2 separate regions of the Mus musculus genome follow, and region 2 is linked to region 1. A link is a contact called in public promoter capture Hi-C data. All regions are on one chromosome and are shown on one strand. The core of a region is the stretch at or near the end of the contact, and the rest is flanking DNA. Distances in the headings are between cores, read along the strand shown.

Region 1 (5,545 bases), core at 2,212-4,711:
CACAGCAAAGGACTTCTGGCCACCACTCAGGGAAACGGCTCAGATAAACAGGAAGAGGAGGAACCATGTGGAGGCAGATGTGGGTCCCCTTTGCCACTGTCCCTGCAGGCCCTGACCCCAGGCTCCACATCCTTGTCAGAAGACACAGGGAGAGAGAAAGTACTGCCAAGTTTATCTGACACATTTGTGAGCAGAGTCGGGTCCTCTCAGAGCTTTACCATGCGAGGACCAGTGAGGCTTATCTATCTGAGGACACTTAATGCCACTGCTGCCCAAGTAGATCCAAGAACAGACCAACCCTTCCAGGCTGCTGAGCTACCTCCAAACCTGCACGGGTTGCAGGGACTAACTCAAAACTGTCAGGCTTAGAAGCAGACACCCTGACCCACCACATCATTGTACCAGCTCGTTTTTCCTTTATGAGACACAGTCTCACATAGCCCAGGTTAGCCTAAAACTCTCTTCTGTTCCACCACCAAAGTATTGGGACACAGACAAAAATATACCACATATTCCTGGTCCTATCTTCTGTCTTTTTTTTTTTTTAAATAACTATTTGAACTAGGTGAGAGTTCTCACTGTCTCTGATCATGTATACTCTGATTTTTCCATCTTTAAAGTAGGCAAGGGTTAAATGAGGAGGCCTTGGGATCCGGCATTCACCCCTGGTGTTGCATAGGGACTATGCCTGCTTCACCCCCAAGCAGGAAACCCTCATCTAGGGACTGTCGAAGGCCTCTGCCACACGCTACTCCATTGCACTGCCTCCTTGGTGAGAATTCAGGTCTTTCCAGGAGCTCCTGGGCTGTACAGTGCTATGCTATACTGCAGCCCAGGGCAGATGGCCAGAGCAGGCAGGGACAGTCCATTAAGTGACACCCTACACTAAGGTAGGGTACAGGGGTTTTTCCTTCAGGAAACTTCTGTCCGTCCATTTGGCTCAGTTGAGACCTGTCACTTTAAGGAGCAGCCAAGAGCAGGCATTTTTCCAGCTCAAGGGTGGTGGCTGTGGGGCTGGGGAAGCTCACATACAGACCTGTGATCCCTCGGCCCTTGAAGGTCTTGGCAATGATGGCTGTTGGTTGGTGCTTGGCCTGACCAAAGGCCTTGCACAGCTCCTCCACGCTGTGTCCGTCCACGATGATGGTGTGCCAGCTGGGGACAGAGGCAGCACAGGGTAAGGGGCAGCCAGGTGCCAGAGAACCCTGGAAAGCCCCCAGGAAAGATGTGGCCCGGCATCTGGGAGCTCCATACCATACCACATGCATACCATTTCACTGCCAAACTCCAGCTGCTAAGTCTAAGTCACTACTGTTTCCAATCTACACTCTGCTTCCTTTGCTGAGTTTTAATTTCCCTCTTTCCAAACAACCCAAAGCTTAGCTTATGCGCTGCCTTTTTTCTCCTGATCCACTCATTTCCTCCTAAGCCATATTGCAGGCAATGCACTGAGTTTGGAAGCCACTTGTTATTAGATTCACAAAACGCTTGGCTCAGTGTTTATTTGGAGGACACACCTGACCTCCGCAGATGCTGCCAACTCTTCTACACTCAATCACGTTATCCACCACATGTCAAGGAACTGGGACAACTCTGTGCACCTAGCTGGGGAGCGAAGCCAAGGACTTGGACATGCTAGGAAAGAACTTTACCATTGAGCTAGGCCCTCGCCATCACCTTTGGGCATATTAATGAAGATTGTATGTATGTAGCTCAGTGGTAGTAGCACTTGCCAAACACATGAGGCCCCAGTCCCATCCTCAGAAACACACACAGAAACTATAATTTGTCCAAGGTCATGGGTCAAGTTTACATAGGCCCTAGAGGATTATACTCAAGTTTCCAGCCACATATGATCTTGAAAAGACCCTGCAGGCTTGTTGTAGTCATTTCCTTATCTACACAACCGAAAGAATATTCCTAACCCCCACCTCTTCCCTTCGTAAGGTCAAGATACCTTGATGGCTGTACCCCCCAACAGTCACAACAAGATTCATTACAAAGGGCAGCCATGATGCTCACCCAAGTCCTCAAACCCTGTCCTTTAAATCCCCCTCAGGCAGTGTGGCCCCTCAGAGCCACCAGCTCCATCCAGAGTATCTCGTCTTTGGGGCTGAGGAGCCATGCTGAGGTGAGGAGCCTTCAGGCTGGCGCATGCTTCCCTGCTTTGCAGCACTTGGTTTGGAATTCACTGCAATGAAATCTCAGGTAGGAAAGCCCTGACATCAGGTCTCTAGGGGAGGAAGCCTGTCCCTAACCCCCAGGCTGGCTTGGGTCCCCAAACACATGGGTTTCCTGTCCCATCCTCACGGTCAACTTACGGAGCCTGTATACAACTGTGTCTAGGTGGTAGGCTGTACAACCATGTAAAAGAGCCCTTGCTTTAAAGGAGCCCCTCTCAGGCCATCCGTACGTACCCAAAGGCCTCACAGCGCTTCTGGTAGATGTCCACCTGGTGCTGCAGCGGGGCTGGGTCGCTCTGGCCCAGGCGGTTGATGTCAAAAATGGCAACGAGGTTGTCCAGCTTGTAAATTCCAGCAAAGGCCATGGCCTCCCAGACGGAGCCCTCGGAGACCTCCCCGTCTCCCAGCATGCAATAGACTCGGTAGCTGTGAACAAAAGGCAGGTTGTAGGGCTGGTCCCTCTCCCCTGGGAGTGTGAAGCTCTCAATACCACCCTTCCCAGAAAACCTATCAGGCAGCCTATGGAGAGCGGGCAACAGGGATCTGGAAGGGTCATCAGTATCACTAGGATCCTAATGGCTGGCCCACAAGAGATGACGGGGACAAGAGGAAACTAAGGAGACATGGTCGGAAGGACTTGAGAGGCAAGTCCTCTAGCAGGAGGGGAACTTGGGAGCCAGGCTCAGTCCACCTAGGGGAAGAACAGGCACAATTGCTTGGCATAGGAACTAGGTGTCTCAGAGGCAGGCTCCTTTGAAGCCCAGGACTTTGTCCTAGGCCTTTCTCCCGTGGGGCTTCCTCTCAATACAGGCAAGTGTGGTCTTCTCAAAGCATAGCGGCGAGGTACGAGCATGAAATCAGGACACGGCACTCAGAGAACACAAGTTTTGTCATGGAAGGGTGGGGCTAGAGCCAGGGGACTGGTTCTGAGAGTCCCAGAAGAGGTGAGGGTCTGGAGGTGAGGTAGCAGCGCCATAGCTGGTGCAGGGCCCTGAACTCAGTGACATTCTTGAGATGAATTCTCCAAATCCAGAGACCAAGAAAACATTCCACAGTCAAAGGACTTGTCTGAAGGTTACTGCATCCTGGACTGGCATCTCCTTGCTATATTAAAATACATGCAGGAGGGGTGATAGGATGGGGGTGGGGTACCCCTACATCTTGCCTGGTGTCCAACCATGTGGCTCCGGCTGGCCAGGCTCACAGAGGACATAGATACTCCCTAGCTGTTCCTGAGAAAGGCCCTCAAAGTGACTGCAGGCCCAGGGCCAGGCAGTCAGAGCTGTCAGCATGACTCAGCACTTCCGCAGCCAGAACTCCCTTCATGCTTCCTGCTTGGGGCTTCTCTTGTAAGGTGTTTGTTAGATGGGATCACTGGTTACCCTGGCTAGGAGGGACTATAACTTGGTTTTCCCAAGTTGCCTTTTCTCTCCCTGCAGGTTACCAGGGGCCCCAAAACCCCAAGGGAGCTCTGGCCTGACACAGCAGCTCCCCATGATAGAAGCCAAAGAGGCAGCCATGTAGGGATCCTGACCTCCACAAAGAGCTTCTTGGGGGGGGGGGGATATATGAATGGTTGTGTCACATGCTCAACACATATCCGGAAAGTCAGACAGGCACCAAGCGGGGTTACAGCATAGTCTTGTATGTCAAGATTAGGGACAAGGCTGGCCCCAGAGGGTCAGAAGACTAACGTGAGGGGGGGACCCTAAGGTCCTGAGATGCTAGTCTGAATAGATGTGGGGGTCTAGAGAAACCCTAGCTGGAGATGCCTGTCCTGTCCATTTGAATACAGGTATCAGTATCGCTCTCTAGAGATACCCAGCCAATGACAGAATTCTTAATACTAGACTTGCTCAGGGTTCAAAAAATTCAAAGATGTTGGGGCTTGGGGAACAAGTCAGTAGAAGAGTTGCTAGCTTACTATAATCAAGGCCTTAGCTTCCCTGCGCCCCCTCCCCCAAAAAATCAAAGATATAAGATGTGCTTAAAAACTTAGGCCAGTCCAAAACCAACAACAGTTTCAGGTTGAGGTGCCTGCCTAATGTGTGTGATTCCTTTTTTTGTTGTGAAGACAGAGTCTCACTATGTAGCCTTGACTCTGCTCTGCAGCCTGAATGGAGGGATTAAAGGCAGCAGGCAGGCTTAATGTTAATTGTGATAAATTCCATCTACTCTACTCTTTAGATAGCAGAAATAAAAGCTCTACTAGATTAGAGGAGAAACTAAAAAATAAATAAGGGTCAGGAGCTGCAAAGATGAATTCATGAGCTCGGATAAAGATAAAGCCAGTGTTCACACAGTAGAGCTATCTGGAAACCACTTCGCATAGAAGGCACGGCTAAACGAAATATAGTATGTCTACAGGACATTATACAGCCACTAAAACAGCCCTGGCTCACTGGGCATGGTGGCGCACGCCTGTAATCCCAGCACTCGGGAGGCAGAGGCAGCCAGATTTCTGAGTTCGAGGGCAGCCTGGTCTACAAAGTGAATTCCAGGACAGCCAGGGCTATACAGAGAAACCCTGTCTCGAAAAACCAAAGGAAAACAAAAAACAAAAAACAAAAAACTTCCTTTGCTCATTAAACACTGAGAAAATGCCCATGAAAGACTGTTTAGATGTTTTAGGGCTCAGCAGGTAATGGCACCTGATGCCTTATTATTCTCCAGTAAACCTCTGGCTTCCACACCTCGCCATGGATGCTATGCGCAAATGGGGCCGGGGAGGGGAGGGAGACTGTGTTAAAAAGCAAGATGTGAGAGCCGGGCGTGGTGGCGCACGCCTTTAATCCCAGCACTCGGGAGGCAGAGGCAGGTGGATCTCTGAGTTCGAGGCCAGCCTGGTCTACAAAGTGAGTTCCAGGACAGCCAGGGCTATACAGAGAAACCCTGTCTCGAAAAATCAAAAAAAATAAAAAAAAATGGGCTGGTGAGATGGCTCAGTGGGTTAGAGCACCCGACTGCTCTTCCGAAGGTCCAGAGTTCAAATCCCAGCAACCACATGGTGGCTCACAACCATCCATAACGAGATCTGACTCCCTCTTCTGGTGTATCTGAAGACAGCTACAGTGTACTTACATATAATAAATAAATAAATCTTTAAAAAAAAAAAAAAAAAAAAAAAAAAGCAAGATGTGAACTTATATTAGGATTACAAATTTGTAAGCCTTTTTATGAAGACTTTGAGGGCAAGAAATATATTATTAGATTTAAATTAGGGCAAGGGGTTAAGAAAAGAAACTGAAGCAGGATGATCAGAAATTCAAGGTTAGCCACAGCAACTTAGCAAAATATAGATAAATAATAAAATGAAGAGCTAAGGTATATGCATGCTCTCTCTCTCTCTCTCTCTCTCTCTC
Region 2 (5,393 bases), core at 1,350-3,849, 170 kb before region 1:
TCCCTTACACTGTTTTTATCAGGGTATTTGGTGACAACTGGAAAAGTAACCAATATACTGCTAATATCCACGTTTCTTTTGCACAGAACATTTCTAGAAATTTTGTAATACTTGGATTTTGGGTATAGTTGTCTTAAGTCCAGTGCTCTAACATTCTTTTGTCTACCTTCATGAGTTAAAACAAAAGTTGCTAGAACAACAAAATAAATGTCAAAAAGAAGGCCACAGAAGAATGAGAACACTTTGAATGAGAAGATCTGGCACAGGGAAAGGGACCTATAGGGTCTAGTAAGCAGCCAAAAATGACTGTGGACTTCTGATCCTCCAGGCTCCATCTCTTAAATTCTGGTATTACAAACGTGTACCCATTGTGCTCCATTTATATGGTGCTAGGAATCAAAGACATGGTAGGCAAGAACTCTAACAATAAGCTATAGCCCCAGCACCCTCCCCCAGCCCTCTAAAAAAAAAAACAGTTTTTAGAAAAGCATTTTATTTTTGGATTTTTAATTGAAAAAAATTTATATAATATATTCAGATCATGGATTCTCCTCCCCAAACTGCTCCCAGACCCTCTCCACCTCCTACCCACCCAACTCCATGCCCTTTAAACAGGCAAACAAAACAAAATTTTAAAAAGACAAAAAAAGAAATGTAAGCAGACACACACACACCCCACCCTAGACCCATAAAAACACAAAATTGGAAGCCATGATATATAAGCAAAAGACTAGTAAGAAAAAATGCTCAAGCAAAGTCATATGTGACAAAAATCTAACAACATCATTGTCTGTTTTGTGCAGGGCTATCTACTGCTGGCATGGGGCCTATCCCTAAATGTGGTTAATATACCCAGTGTGATCCCACTAGAGGAAACTAACTTTCCTTTGTAATTCTAGCACTCCTATGGTAAAACAGGAAGCAGACCCAGAAGAATCACCTTCAGGCTTACCAGTCAACTAACCTGGAGTACACAGCATAGCAGAAACAATAAAGACCAGTCACATTTCATGCGAATATGAGATGCTTATCTTTAATAGTAAATGGTTTCCTGTAACATTTTCTTTGTAAGCTAACTACAAATTCTAAAATTACTGGAGTCCAATTTTCCTAAATTTGCCCCAATCAATCCCATCCAGTAAAACACTAAAGATCAACATACATACACAAATGCGTGCATGCCTTTCCCTATTTACGGAAGATGGGGAAGGAAAACAATAACCAACAAAGCCTAATGCCTATAAGGTCCTCTTGTGCCCCAGTAGCTGTCTCCCTGTCTAAGAGATCACAGGTTCTCCCCAGATGCAGGCCTAGAGCAGGTATTTATTAACAATGGTGAAAGGCAAGTGGAGCAACAGACTTGTTTCTGAAGCTGCCATCCTGCAAGGGACATGCTCTCAGCAGTCACCCCAGGGCAATGCAAGTGAGCGTCCTCCACTCCACTCCCACGCTGAGCCTGAGAACTAGGTGCTTCTTCATAACTCCTCCTCCCTCAAAACACAGCAAACGGCCTGGTGCTCAGTCCTGAAGGTTCTGCTGAGAGCAAAATACACTGCAAATATCTGAAGAGGCTCAGCTTTCTTGGGAAAATGGACATTATAAATTACTATGACTTTTTAAGGTTTTTTTTTATTTGTGTTTTTTTCAAGACAGGGTTTTTCTGTATAGCCCTGGCTGTCCTGGAACTCACTCTGTAGACCAGGTAGGCCTTGAACTCAGAAATCCGCCTGCCTCTGCCTCCCAAGTGCTGGGATTAAAGGCATGCACCACCACGCCCAGCAGTATTTTTAATTTTTTTATGTGTATGTGTGTTTTGCTTGCATAGACCTCTGTGCACAATGTGCATACACAGTGTCTGCAGAGACCAGAATAGAGTATCAGATCTCCTAGAACTGGAGTTACAGTCAGCTGTAAGCCACCATGTGGGTGCTGGGAATTGAGCCTGGGTCCTCTGGAAGAGCAACCAGTGCTTTTAATTTTTACTACTGTAATTTTTAGAAGTGACATTGGGGAAAGGAACCTTGCTAACCTAAAACATTAATCAAATAAGCCCTGTATCATGCTGTAATGAGTTCACTCCCAGAGTGAGACTATCTTGAAAGAAAGAGGAAAGGAAGGAGAGAGGAAGAAAAAAAAAACTGCAAGCAACAAAACATGGCAAGATACTGGCTTCTCACCTTTAAAACCAAAACAAGCCTCGAAATTGCTTGTTGTCCACATACCTCCACTTAACATGCATATATGTCCAGACATTCTTCTCAGTACTAGGAGGCCATGATGAATTCTGTCTTCCCAACAGCCTTTACCATCTTCACCAGAGCAGCTGTGCTAACTGCAAAAGACCCTCACCTGAGATTCCAGCCACTTATGCCTAAACCTCCATTCCAGCTGTATGTTGACTTTGTATAAGCTGCAGATAGTCTCAGGAGGCCATAGAGTATACAGTGCCTGAAACACGCAGCCATGAAGAAGTCACCATAATGGGATGAGACCTAGCGATACTGCTGCTTTGGCGTTACCTACAGTCCTGTACGTAACCCCTCACCCCTCTGAGCTCACCAAGCTGGACTCTGGTGGAAGTGTTACTCAGACTGTCCTTGGTGTCTGACCTGGGGAGAACCGGTGTTTGCTTTTATCACCCCAGGAAAAGCAACAAAGACAAACACAGCTCTTGTCTACATGGATTTCCCAACAGTAAATACAAGCAACAGTGAATTAGAGAACATACTTCTATTTCTCCAACAAGGAACAGTATGTAAAGTATTCTTATATGCATCAGTTTTAGTATTTATTAAGTATGTTTTAAAGTCTTACAATGAACTAAAACTAGCTAAAAACAAGAGCACGTCATGTAGGAATAAGCATCATAAATAAAACCGTGACAGGAAAGGAGCACCTAGCATGAAGGTAATAACAGTCAGGACTGAGTAAGACAATGGAGCTGACCCTCGCTCGCCATCAAAGGTCACTAGGTCCAAGGCACTTGAGAGGCACAAATGGTCCATGCGGAAGGAGTGTGGGACAACCGAAAATGGCAGAAGTGGGCAAGGAAGCAATCACAAGGGCAGTGCTGGCCACATGGGAGTTTAGATTGGTTTTCATCCTCACGGAAGGCTCCCGAGTATGGGAATGACAAAATGAGATCTGAGCAAACAATTGTTTCACATTTACAGGAAATTTACATTTTTAAATAAAAATAACTTTACAAATGCTGTCCCAGCCTAGCGTTTCTGTGTCTTCAGTTTTTATCTTTAGTAATTTATCTAGTATCTGTTTGAGGTAAATTCTGTGTATGGTATTGAAGAGAAATAACAAAACTTTAATCCCAGCATTTGGGAGGCAGAAGCAGGTGGATTTCTGAGTTCAAGGTCAGCCGGGTCTACAGAGTGAGTTCCAGGACAGCCAGGGCTACACAGAGAAACCCTGACTTGAAAAAACCAAAAAAAAAAAAAAAAAAAAAAAACAACCCAAGTCTCTAACCTTGAGCTCATAGAGCCAGGGGAGGGTTGACAAATAATTAGAACTGTAATATAAGAAGAGTATGTACATGGTGGCCCATGCCTTTAATCCCAGCACTCAGGAGGCAGAGACAGGCGGATTTCTGAGTTCAAGGCCAGTCTGTTCTACAAAGTGAGTTCCAGGACAGCCAGGGCTACACAGAGAAACCCTGTCTGGGGGTGGGGGGGAGTATGTAGACTGCTGTGTGTGCCAGGAGAAAAGGTGATTGATACAGCCTCAAGGAGTCCAAAAATGAAGCTCTGGCCTTATAAAGCAAGCAGGGACTTGGCTGATGGAGAATTCCTCTAAGTGCTACCTTCAAACCACTGGTGATATAAAAGAAAATCCAGATACTACTGAAAACTCTTCCTTTACAGCAGTTATAGAAGATTATTGAAGTGGAATGGGGAAAAAGAGTTAATACATAAAACTTGCAACTGTGGTGTCACGGGTATTAATGATTAGAACAGTTTTGGTTTTTGGTTTATTCATTTGTTTTGTTTTGAAGAAGAACAAAAACAACTCTAATAATCTGGTAGGGTGTTCTGGTAGAAGTGTTTACATGTACTATGTTCATTAAAATCTACTACCTGTGCCAGGCATGGTGGCACACACCTTTAGTCCCAGCACTGGAGGCAGAGTCACCTGGATCTCTGTTGCGTTTGAGACCTGGTCTACAGAGCAGGTTCCAGAACTACACAGAGAAACCTTGTCTCAAAAAACATCTTTAAGTAAAACCTAACAATGTACCTCAGAATCTTAAACAAAAATAAGCCAGGCCCCAAAATTAGAGATAATAAATTCCACAAATGAAATGGTGACAAAAGGACAGAAGGGATGATACTCCTCCTAAATGTCAGGAAAACAGAGTTGGTTCTCTGAAAAAATAATGAGGTAGAGAAATGCTGAACCCAAGAATGCACAGACCCAAATTAATAAAGTTAATTAATGACGTGAAATTCAGGGGATCAATAAATAATACTCTGAAAAAGGAATTGCAATAAATTGGAAAATAAAGAAACAGACTAATTTCTAGATACCCATGACCTAACAAAATGAAACCATGAGGATATATATTAAAAAAAAAAAAAAAAAAAAAAAAACCTAATCAGATCTATAATGAGTAGTAATACTGAAGTGGTAATAAAGGATAAAATAACATTACTGCTCCTCAAATTATTCTCAAAAGCAAACAGGCTAATCTTGGCTGTCAACTTGACTACATCTGGAATCAACTAAAACTCAAGCATTTGAGGTGAGAAGATTGACCCAAACCTGGGCCACACCTTCTAGTGGCAGCCTACATAAAAGGACTTACTACAAGAAAATTTTTGCTTTGGCCTGCTTTCCCTCACTCTAACTAGCTAATCTGTCTATCTTCCAGCTAAAGCAGTCTTTAAGGATACTAAAACCTTTTTCTTCTGGATTCCAACACATACTGAAGACCAGCTGAGACATCCAGCCTCCTGGACTGAACTACCACCATATTCTTGTCCTTCTAGTGAGAAAACAGCCATTATTGGACTAACTGGACCACAGCCTGTAAGCCATTCTAATAAATCCTGTGTGTGTGTGTGTGTGTGTGTGTGTGTGTGTGTGTGTGTGTTTGTGCATGCGCCTGCTCCCTGTTCAAAATACATGGAGTAGTATAACAGAACAAGGGCAAAATTAGCATCGTCATCACAACAGATGCAGAAAGCTGTTTAACAAAGTTCAACACACCCTTTTATGATAACTCCAAAGAAACTAAGGACTGAAGAGCCATAATATAGACTATAGCCAATTACAGTAGTCAACACAAACAGACAAAACTGAAACTGTTTCTAGTCTAAAACAAAGAAGGGGCCAACTCTCATTATTCAGTACAGTGCTTAAAATCTTGGCCAAAAGCCAGG

The links. Capture Hi-C pulls out chosen DNA fragments and counts their contacts.
Region 2: a promoter capture Hi-C map of liver shows a contact between it and region 1. The contact joins two enhancer-like sites. A contact is called at or near these places in 1 of 39 promoter capture datasets (pre-B cells) and 3 of 9 other capture datasets (adipose tissue, liver and pancreatic islet).

What each region holds. Positions count from the first base shown.
Region 1 is chr14:30,562,552-30,568,096 of GRCm38.p6, reverse strand. Tkt (transketolase) reads right to left here. Exons shown (of 14, transcript NM_009388.6): 5 at 2,418-2,609; 6 at 1,037-1,155. Among named protein-coding and RNA genes, the nearest start is that of Mir3076, 6.8 kb to the left of the region's middle. Within about 2 kb of position 3,461, at least 130 of the 459 cell types and tissues checked have an H3K27ac peak or open chromatin away from gene starts, as enhancers often do. A contact at or near this core is called in liver, where this site is marked.
Region 2 is chr14:30,732,062-30,737,454 of GRCm38.p6, reverse strand. The region is part of intron 1 of Sfmbt1 (Scm-like with four mbt domains 1); the gene reads right to left. Among named protein-coding and RNA genes, the nearest start is that of Sfmbt1, 19 kb to the right of the region's middle. Within about 2 kb of position 2,599, at least 7 of the 459 cell types and tissues checked have an H3K27ac peak or open chromatin away from gene starts, as enhancers often do. A contact at or near this core is called in liver, where this site is marked.